Regions from separate parts of the Oryctolagus cuniculus genome. Here region 2 is linked to region 1. The links are chromatin contacts, called in public Micro-C maps. All regions are on one chromosome and are shown on one strand. The core of a region is the stretch at or near the end of the contact, and the rest is flanking DNA. Distances in the headings are between cores, read along the strand shown.

Region 1 (5,181 bases), core at 683-3,182:
ACCAGGGGCTGGTGCCATGGCTCACTTGGTTAATCCTCCGCCTGCAGCGCCGGCATCCCATATGGGCACCAGGTTCTAGTCCCGGTTGCTCCTCTTCCAGGCCAGCTCTCTGCTGTGGCTGGGAAGGCAGTGGAGGATGGCCCAAGTCCTTGGGCTCCTGCACCCATACGGGAGACCAGGAAGAAGCACCTGGCTCCTGGCTTTGGATCGGTGTAGCTCCAGCCATAGCGGTCATTTGGGAGGTGAACCAATGGAAGGAAGACCTTTCTCTCTGTCTCTCTCTCACTAACTCTGTCAAATAACAATAATAAAAAAAGAGATAGCATTAATGCATTCACGAGGGGGCAATCCCCAGGACCATGTTATTTAAAATAAATAAATAAATATAAGAAATTAAAACCCAAACCCTAAGTATTTATTCATCTAAAATCATAATAAACATATCACATATTACCATAAATGATCTTTTTATGAAAAAGACAGTTTCCAAAACAACTAAAAACTTGGTGAGAAGAATGGCATTGCTTTATATTTTTGCAAATCTCTCTGAAGTCTGACTTACTAGAAGACAGGATGTCTGCATTTAGTTGGCTGTACCATCAGTCTCTGGAAAACTCCACCAGTCCAGGGGACTTCAAAATGTTCACGGAAAATGGGATGAAACAGTAATTTCACTTTGGTGCAAAAAAACTTTGAGGGGCCGGCACTGTGTTGTAGAAGGCTACACCTTTGCCTGCAGTGCTGGCATCCCATATGGGCACCGGTTTGAGTCCCAGCTGCTTCTCTTCTGATCCAGCTCCCTGCTATGGCCTGGGAAAGCAGCGGAAGATGGCCCAAACGCTTGGGCCCCTGCACCCATGTGGGAGACCTGGATGGAGTTCCAGGCTCCTGGCTTCAGCCTGGCCCAGCACCCACCATTACAGTTATTTTAGGATTGAACCAGCGGATGGAAGACCTTTCTTGTCTGTCTCTCCCTCTCACTGTCTGTAACTCTGCCTTGCAAATAAATAAATAAAATCTTTAACAATTTTTGAAATGCACGCACACCTTTTTTCATAATACACATTTCCACGGACTTTCGTCATACCTGCGTATACAACTGATGAGAAAACAAGAGTGAAAACGAAATAACATCTTAGAATTATGAAAATAATTTATCTTGCTGTCCATTGAAACTGCTGTTTCAATACACATTCCATTTGTGCCTCCTATTTGAGGGGGAAAAACAACAACAAAAAACCATCTGGGGCTGGCGCTGTGGCATAGCTGGTAAAGCCGCTGCCTGCAGTGCCAGCATCCCATATGGGTGCAGGTTCGAGTCCCGGCTGCTCCACTTCCAATCCCGCTCTCTGCTATGGCCTGGGAAAGCAGTGGAAGATGGCCCAAGTGCTTGGGCCCCTGCGCCTGCATGGGAGATCGGGAGGAAGCTCCTGGCTTCAGATCGGCTCAGCTCCAGCCACTGCAGCCATTTGGGGAGTGAACCAGCGGATGGAAGACCTCTCTCTCTCTCTTTCTCTCTCCTCTCTCTCTCTCTGCCTCTCCTTCTCTCTGTATAACTCTGACTTTCAAATAAATAAATAACCCTTAAAAAAAAAAAAGATCCAACCAGTGAGATCTTGAAACTGAACCATGACCCAATAAAGCCTCATACACTGACTTTCAGGAAAAGCTGACCCGACGCTACGCTGAAAAACCGTACATTAAGGGTGAACGGAACCCCGCGGCAGGAGTCCCTCTTTGAGCTGATAAATTTCAAACCTGCTCGGGGGACACCGCTCCCAGGCTCCTCCCGCCACAAATAGCAAGAGTGATGGGAAAACACCACCAACTGCATGGACGGCCCCTCTCTGGGTCCAGCAACGTCAAAACACTCTCCACGCGTCGTCTCGGTTAACCCCACACCAGCCCCAGGCAGGCGCGGAGGAGCCTCGCAGGGGAGCGGGTGGCCGGGCCGAGGGGCGAGGGGCGAGGGCTCCCTGCCTGTCCGGCTCAAGACCCGAGGTCAAGGCTGGCGCGTCCCCGCGTCCGGCCACCGAACCGCCCACGCCCCACCAGCGGAGGAGCCGGGACAAGGCGCCGAGCCTTTCGGCTTCCTCATCTCGCTCCCGGGATCCACACCCCGCAGCGTAACTGGAGCTCAGCGGGGTTCTCTGAGCTAAAGGGGCTCCGATGAGCTCGTGGTGGGCACGGGGACGCACACGCCCCCAGGCCCAGGCCGGAACCTTTCTCCTCTCCTCGCGATCGACAGGCGGAGGCCGGAACCTTTCTTCTCGCGTCGTCGTCGCCGGGCGGAGGCGTGCGCCGCCGGAACGGTCCTCCAGCGGCCGCGGTCGCCGGCTGCTGACGTGAGCGGAGCGGGCCGAGTGTAGGGGCCGGTGGCTGTTGCTGGTCGCTATGGCGGTGGACATCACGCTGCTATTCCGGGCCAGCGTCAAGACCGTGAAGACGCGGAACAAGGCGCTGGGAGTGGCAGTCGGCGGCGGGGTCGAGGGCAGCCGCGACGAGCTCTTCCGCCGGACCCCCCGGCCCAAGGGTGACTTCTCCAACCGGGCCCGCGAAGTGGTGAGCTGGTTGCTATGGAAACGGCGGGGGGCGGACCCGCGATGGGGGACCCCAGACCTCAAGTCGCTGTCAGCGGGAAGGGGTCCCGAGCGGGGAGCAGGGAGGGGTGGCCCCAGGGCGCCGACAGCCGTCTTGGGAAGGGAGCAGCCTTGTTTTGCTGGGGTGGGGGGGGGTGGCCCTAGAGGCGCCGTCCGCGGGGCTCCAGGGTTGCTTCGGGAGGTGACGAGTTCGCCGTCACTCAGAGCTGGACGCGGGCGAAGCCTCCCACGGGGCCTCGCTGGCGGCCGCAGCGTCCTCGTGGGTGGGTGGCGAGCGTCCCGCGGCGCTCGCTCTCGGTGCTGCCCGTCGCGGGAGGCAGGGCTCGGTGGCTGCGGAGCGCGGTTAGGATCGTCTCTGGCGAGCAGCGTGTGCTCCCACGCGTGGCCGCGACCCTCTGCGTGCTCCGTCGTGCAGCCACGCGTCTCCCTGAGAGCGGGAGCCGTCTGTCGACGGGCTCGGCTCAGTAAAGGTTCGCTGGATGAATGGCTGCCGGCGTAAGCGGCGAGGGTGTGTTGGCCTGGTTCACTCTGTAAGCTTGGCGCCCAAAGCTCATACGGTTCCATGTACCCTCTTGGAGAAATAAAGTTAGAAAACGGAGGGTCAGGAGTTTGGAGGGCGCAAGGGAGGGTCCCTGACGCAGACTTTCCTTAAGGTCGCGGTGAACCGCCTGTCTTGGCTCACACCCAGCACCTCGCGGTCGAGGTATTTTCAAATGCATGGGTAGCGCATCTGTTAGCGAGGGGCAGCTTGCAGCAGCTTTTCAAACATCGGAAGGGGGATTGGAGCGGATGGACGGACGCACGCGGTCGGCAGACGTCTGTGTTGCGCCTGCCTCCCGACCAGCGCTGTACAGAGCGGTGGGAAGGGAAGGGAGCGGCAGAGGAGCGAGGCGTGCGCGCCTGGCCCAGCGCTAGCCCTGCAGGTGTTCCGCGGAGCACAGAGAGCGCTCACTGCCACCTGTGCGCCTGCGGAGGCTTCCGGGGCGGTGACGCGCCTGCAGCAGGTCTCCGGGGAAGAGGGGTTGGCGAGCAGAGAAGGTGGGGAAGGGCGTCTTGGCTGAGAGCGGTTTGCAGAGGTGTGCCCTTGGCTGGTTCAGTGGACACCGGGCTGCAGTGGCGGGCAGGGCTCTTGAAGGGCCTTAGGCGATGGTGACCGCTCTCTGGAGTTTGAACCTGGCCTCTAGGCAGTCAGCCGCCGTGTGACTGAGCAGGCACTCGGGAAGGAGCCGGGGACAGAGCTGCCCTCTGAACCCTGCCGCTGTCAGCCAGCTGAGGTTAGTGAGCAGGGTTTGTTACCTCCCTTTACTTCCTGGGACAATGGTCTCCTCTGCCCCCCCCCCCCAACAAAAGACTTGCACAGAATGACAGTGGTCCCTGATACATAGCTGATTAGGGTGCAGGGAGGTGCGGTCTCAGGTCGAAAGGGAAGAAAGGGAAGTAGGACGTCCTCCCCTCCCAGGGCTCCCAGATTCCTCTCGTGGGGCCCTGGCAGGATAGCAGTTTGGACTTTTGGTGGCTCTAAGTTTGAAATCACTGATTTCTTACTCACACTGAGCTAGTTTGCTTGGGCCCTGCTCAGGCATAGGGGTTTGGGGATGGTAGAGGCAAGAAGTGTGGCTGGGTCGTCGGGCCCTGTGGAGAACCCAGTGATCCCGGGGCCTCTCCTTGGGCGGTGAGAATGCCCTCTAGGCTGTGTGTTAATGCCCCTCAGGGGTGGTAGCAGGACCGTGGAGCGCCGAGTTCCCTGTCAGTAGCAGAAAATGGACAGGTGACCGCTTGTCATAGGTGTTTGAGAACTTTGTCCATTTGTCAGACGCTTAGCTTGTGTGTCCCTGAAAGTTTGTTTTTGTTTTAAAGATTTATTCATTCAAAAGGCAGAGAGAGAGAGAGAGCGCGCGCGTGCGAGAGCGAGCTTCCATCTGCTGCTTTGCTCCCCGAATGGCCACTCCCACAATGGCTGGGGCTGGGCAAGGCTGAAGCCAGGAGCCTGGAGCTTCTTTCGGGTCTCCCACTCAGGGCAGGGGCAGGGGCAGGGGCAGGAGTCCAAGCACTCGGGCCACCTTCTGCTGTTTCCCAGTTGTAAGCTGAATTGGAAGTGGAACAGCTGAAGTTCAAACTCGTGCTCACGTGGGATGCAGGTGCTGCAGCAGCAGCTTAACCTGCTGTGCCTCCGTGCTGGCCCCGAGAGTTCCAGCTCCGACAGTTAATGATGTGGGTGCCAAGGCTGGAGACTGTGTTAAGTGGCGGCATGGACAGTGTTTATGCCCACTGTCCCACACCGACGATGGGAACAGTGTTTTCTCTTGGGAATTGATTTGACACTGCATTGCTTTGTAACCCTCTTTCCTTGTAGAATTTCACTGGTACAGAGCTGCTGGTGGGTGTCGTGTGCTTCTGCCACAAACAGACGCGTCAGAAGTCAGGCTTGGGGGCGGGCGCTGTGGTGCAGTGGGTTAAGCCACCGCTTGTGACACTGACGTCCATGTCGGAGCGCTCGTTTGAGTCTAGGCTCTTCTGCGTCTGCCCCAGCTTCCTGCTCACGTGCCTGGGAAGGCAGTGGGAGGTGGCCCACACAGCTCGC
Region 2 (4,774 bases), core at 292-2,791, 240 kb after region 1:
TCGAGGAGAAAGATCAACAAGACTGTTCGATGGGACGAAGTCACTTCCTGTTAACAAGGCTTCTAACCCCGTACAAGAGAAAGAAGAAAAAGGGGCCAAGACCTCGGCTGGCTTTGAAGAGATGAAGCCCAGTTTAGGAGTTTGCAAAGAAAAAGAGCAGGAAAAAAAAGGAGGGATTGTTTAGAGGCCGCAGTCTGCCGGGCTGTGAGTCTCTCTGCTCCCAAGGGTACAGGAAGGTTGAAGGAATTGCAGAAATGGGCCGCTAAGAACTTGACTTTTTTTTTTTTTTTTTTTTTTTTGACAGGCAGAGTGGACAGTGAGAGAGAGAGAGACAGAGAGAAAGGTCTTCCTTTGCTGTTGGTTCACCCTCCAATGGCCGCCGCACCGCACTGATCCGATGGCAGGAGCCAGGTGCTTCTCCTGGTCTCCCATGGGGTGCAGGGCCCAAGCACCTGGGCCATCCTCCACTGCACTCCGGGCCACAGCAGAGAGCTGGCCTGGAAGAGGGGCAACCGGGACAGAATCCGGCGCCCCGACCGGGACTAGAACCCGGTGTGCCGGCGCCTAGTGAGCTGCGGCGCCGGCTGACATTCTTCTTAAATATTTTTTATTACATTCCTTTTACAAACACCCACAACACCCAGGAGATATGGAAGAGCAGCCTACTAGCTAATCCGAAGTTCACGTCCGCCGTGGCTTTTCGGACTACCCTACCAGCCCTGTGTTCCATCTCCTTCAAGCGCTCCCCTTGCTCCTGCCCGCACCCCGCAGAACAGACTTCACTGAGCGCTGCCATAGCCCCAGGCGCACCCTACTGAGGCCACCTCCTCGGCCAGCGCCACCCACCACCATCACCGCTGCACCGCCCGCAGCTGCCCGTGCTGCCCGGAACTCGGGGCCGGGGGAAGGACGCCCCGTGCACTGCGCCGTCCTGCAGGTCGGCGCTGCAGCCGCAGCTCACGGGCAGTCTATCCTCACCGCCTAGCATTCCCAGCGCACAGTGGGCGCTGAGCAACACGGCTCGCCAGGGGACAGCGGGAGAGCCATCGGGATGACCGTTTGACAGAAAGCCGGGAACCGGCGGACACGGCTTCTGAGCGCTGGGCGGCCGGGAAAGCACCTTAGTGCCCACGGTCCGGAGGGGACACGTTCCCCCAGGCGGGACAAGGAGCTCTCCCACGAACCACCTGAGCGCAGGCAGGTCCAGCCTAGCGGGCCTGAGAGCAAAAGGCCCAGAGAGGGTCATTCCTGTCCCCCACGGGGTCAGAGGCCCGGTTCGGGGCCCCCTCTCCCTCCTGGGGCTGCCTTCAGCCCTTTCCAGTCCGGCTGGGCGACTCCCCAGAGGCAGGAGTAGGAAAGAGGCCGGGGCGAACGTCCGTGCCTGCTCCAACACCGGGAGGCCTGGGCAGACTCGGGAGCCGGGCTGCCCCGCGCGCGCCCACGGGCGTCGGCCATCTTGGTTCCTCTGGGCTTCCGTAGGTCGGAAACGCATCAGCGCCCTAAGGACCCGGGAAGGCTAGCAGTACCCAAAACTTCAAATCACGCGTGGGATACGAGCCTCGCACCCACTAACGCCACCCCGCCGCCTCCCCACGGCGACCACCGCTTACCCCGCCCCCGACGCCGGCGCCGGAAGTGCTGTGCGCCGACGTCACTTCCGTCGCGTTTCTGGGCGGCGCCAAGATGGACGCTCCGTGGGCCCGGGAGCAGCTCCGGCGGCGGTACCTGCTGTCGTCGGACTCCGCGGTCCCGCGGGACGGCGAGGGCGACGCCAGGCCGGGTGAGGCGCGCTCCGAGCCGCGCCGAGGTTCCCCCGGAAGCGGCCGGCTCCACGGGCCTCCCGGAGGGGCCGGGTTTCATTTCTCGGCTACAAAGTAGTTTTTGCAAGTCGGGTATTTAATGTCACGAACGGGAGGCTCACGCAGCCTTGCACTTCTTAGTCCCGCTTCAGCATTTCTGGGAGCGCCTGTGAGGAGATAGCCGTTAAAAGTCTTTTTTTAAGAAAAATTCGGAGTGAAGGTGTCCACCCCAGCATCTCTTAGTAGCAAACGACTGGGGACACCCGATTTGCCGTCGGTGCGAAACTGGTGAAATGAGACCGCCCCTGTCCGTCCGGGGCACGCGGGCAGGCGTCCGTGTGCCGGCTGTGGCCGATTTCCTCAGGGAGATGCAGAGTTGCGTGTGCTGCGTTCACCGGGAGGCCACGGGATGTGCTAGAACGCAGTACAAGTGACAGTGGAGGTTGCCCCGGGCTGGCTGGGGAATTGGGGTGAAGGTCGGGGCATTTCGTTTTAGATCTTTTGGCCCGTACGTTGTGAGCTGGGTCCACGGCAGCTTTGGTTTCTGCATTCTGGGTGTGTCCCCAGGGTCTCTGTTAAGATCAGTTTGCGTTTGCGGGCATCTGATGGGTCTGCTAAAGGCCCAGGCCCTGCGATGGGCACCTGCGGTTCTTCCTCGCAGTGAAAAAGGGCAGCTTGTTAATCGCCATCTGACCCGGCCCAGCCCCCCAGTCTTGCCGAGGAAGTCCCAGGTGGAAGAAGGGACTTGTTGGCACCTGTCTGGACCGCCCTGCGCCGGCCTGAGAGATGTGGCGTGCCTTTCCCATGTTTGAGCTGACTCAAGAGATTACGTGTGTTTAAAAATAATTTAGAGGCCGCCACCGCGGCTCACTAGGCTAATCCTCCGCCTTGCGGCGCCAGCACACCGGGTTCTAGTCCCAGTCGGGGCGCCGGATTCTGTCCCGGTTGCCCCTCTTCCAGGCCAGCTCTCTGCTGTGGCCCGGGAGTGCAGTGGAGGATGGCCCAGGTGCTTGGGCCCTGCACCCCATGGGAGACCAGGAGAAGCACCTGGCTCCTGGCTCCTGCCATCGGATCAGCGCGGTGCGCCGGCCGCAGCGCGCCGGCCGCGGCGGCCATTGGAGGGTGAACCAACGGCAAAAGGAAGACCTTTCTCTGTGTCTCTCTCTCTCACTGTCCACTCTGCCTGTAAAAAAAAAAAAAAAATAATAATAATTTAGATGTGACAAGTCCATTTTGTGCTCTGATGTTTATCTCTGCTTTTTTTTTTTTTCTTAAGACTCATGACTTCTTAACTTTCACTCAGGTGAAACCTAGTTTGAAGAGCTGTACACTGTGAATAGCATCGTTATTTCCAAAAGACTGACAATGTGGACGTTACCTGCATTGAACATGTTTTATGCAGCCTCCTATTGGTTTGTTCTGCATCTATATTTTTTCTGCATTATGCGATGGCATAATGATTTTACAGAGCGATTTGGTGCTGTAAAGGGAGAGACTCTGCTGTTTAGAAAGAGCAGGGAAATTGACTTAAAGTAGGTGTGATCTCCCCGGAAGTTCTGGGAACTTAGTTGGGATTTTATTTGCAGGCGCTTCCACAGCTGCCGAGAAGAAGGAGAAACCCCTCCCGAGACTGAACCTCCATTCCGGGTTCTGGATTTTGGCCTCCATTGCTGTGACCTACTATGTTGATTTCTTTAAAACCCTGAGAGAGAACTTTCACACTAGCAGGTAAGAAAACTTGGACGCCCTCGTCTTACTTCTCGCGTTCCATTTTTTCAGGTGGGTTTTTCAGAAATTAAGAAAACACCTCCTGTGTGCCGGGCACCGTGCTGGTGCTGGGGGCAGAGATGAGTGAGCAGTGTTGGTTAAAGGGCACACGTTTTAAAGATTTATTTTATTTATTTGAAAGAGTTACAGAGAGAGGTAGAGACAGAGAGGTCTTCCATCCGCTGGTTCACTCTGCAGATGGCTGCAACAGCCGGAGCTGTGCCAATCTGAAACCAGGAGCTTCTTCTGGGTCTCCCACAAGGGTGCAGGGGCCCCAGGACTGGGGCCATCTTCTTCTGCTGTCCCAGGCCATAGCAGAGAGCGGGATCAGAAGAGGAGCAACCGGGACTAGAACCGGTGCCCGTATAGGATGCTGGCACTTCAGGCCAGGGCTTTAACCCACTGTGCCACAGCGCCGGCCCCTAACTGTATTGTTAACAGTAAGGTACTGTGTACTTGAACTTTGCCAGGAGAGTGTTCTCGTGAGTCCTCCGCCCACACATCCCGTACACAAGCCACAGCGGGAGCTCTGGGAAGTGACGGATGCGTGCGTGCACATATCACATCATCACATCATCACATCATCCCCTCACATAGAGGCAGTGAAACAAGGCCGAGCTGAGGGCGTGTGCCATGGGCGCGCACAGCAGTGGCGAGAACTGGAAGTTGTGTCAGTGTCTTTTCAGTACAGATGTGTTGTGGGGGGGGGGGGGTGCTGGTGAGTGTAAGGGTGTAACGCACTGGGGGAAATGGCGAGAGAAAGTCTGACGGTCTCTTGACGACCAAGTGCAGGACAGCTGGGAGGAGGGGCCGAGAGCCGGCTGGTGAGGACAGCTCCCAGGGTTTGTTTCGGAGAGCAGGTGAACGGGCAGGGTTCCAGGAGGGTGGGCCTGGTGTTGGTAATCCCTGGTTCATGAGGACCCAGCGCCCTGTAATGTGACCCCAGGAGCTGAGTGGAGGAGAAGGTTGTGAACCATGTGCCGGGCCCCTCGCTGAACCCCGGAGAACGGTGTGGGGGCCCCGAGACAGGGCAGAGCGGGCTTGGGGAGGGCTACTTTGCTGAGGGCTGGGAGTCGTCATCTGGAAGTACCAGGGGCCCTGGAGAGATGCAGACAGACCGGGGGCTTTGGGTCATGGTGGGCACACGCTTGTCCTCCAGGCGACTTCGGGGGTGGGGGGTGGGGGCTGGAGGAGCGGAGGGAGCAAGC

Evidence for each region. Hi-C and Micro-C count contacts between places; a contact is called where the count stands out from the background.
Region 2: a contact with region 1 is called in a Micro-C map of ear pinna, with 3 times the contacts expected there. The contact joins the promoter of TMEM128 here to the promoter of STX18 in region 1. A contact is called at or near these places in 2 of 6 Hi-C or Micro-C datasets (ear pinna and an unstated tissue).

The regions. Positions count from the first base shown.
Region 1 is chr2:4,626,240-4,631,420 of mOryCun1.1, forward strand. It overlaps STX18 (syntaxin 18), which reads left to right and starts at 1,933. Exons shown (of 11, transcript XM_070069566.1): 1 at 1,933-2,562. The coding sequence starts at 2,395.
Region 2 is chr2:4,861,762-4,866,535 of mOryCun1.1, forward strand. It overlaps TMEM128 (transmembrane protein 128), which reads left to right and starts at 1,542. Exons shown (of 5, transcript XM_002709352.5): 1 at 1,542-1,780; 2 at 3,386-3,527. The coding sequence starts at 1,684.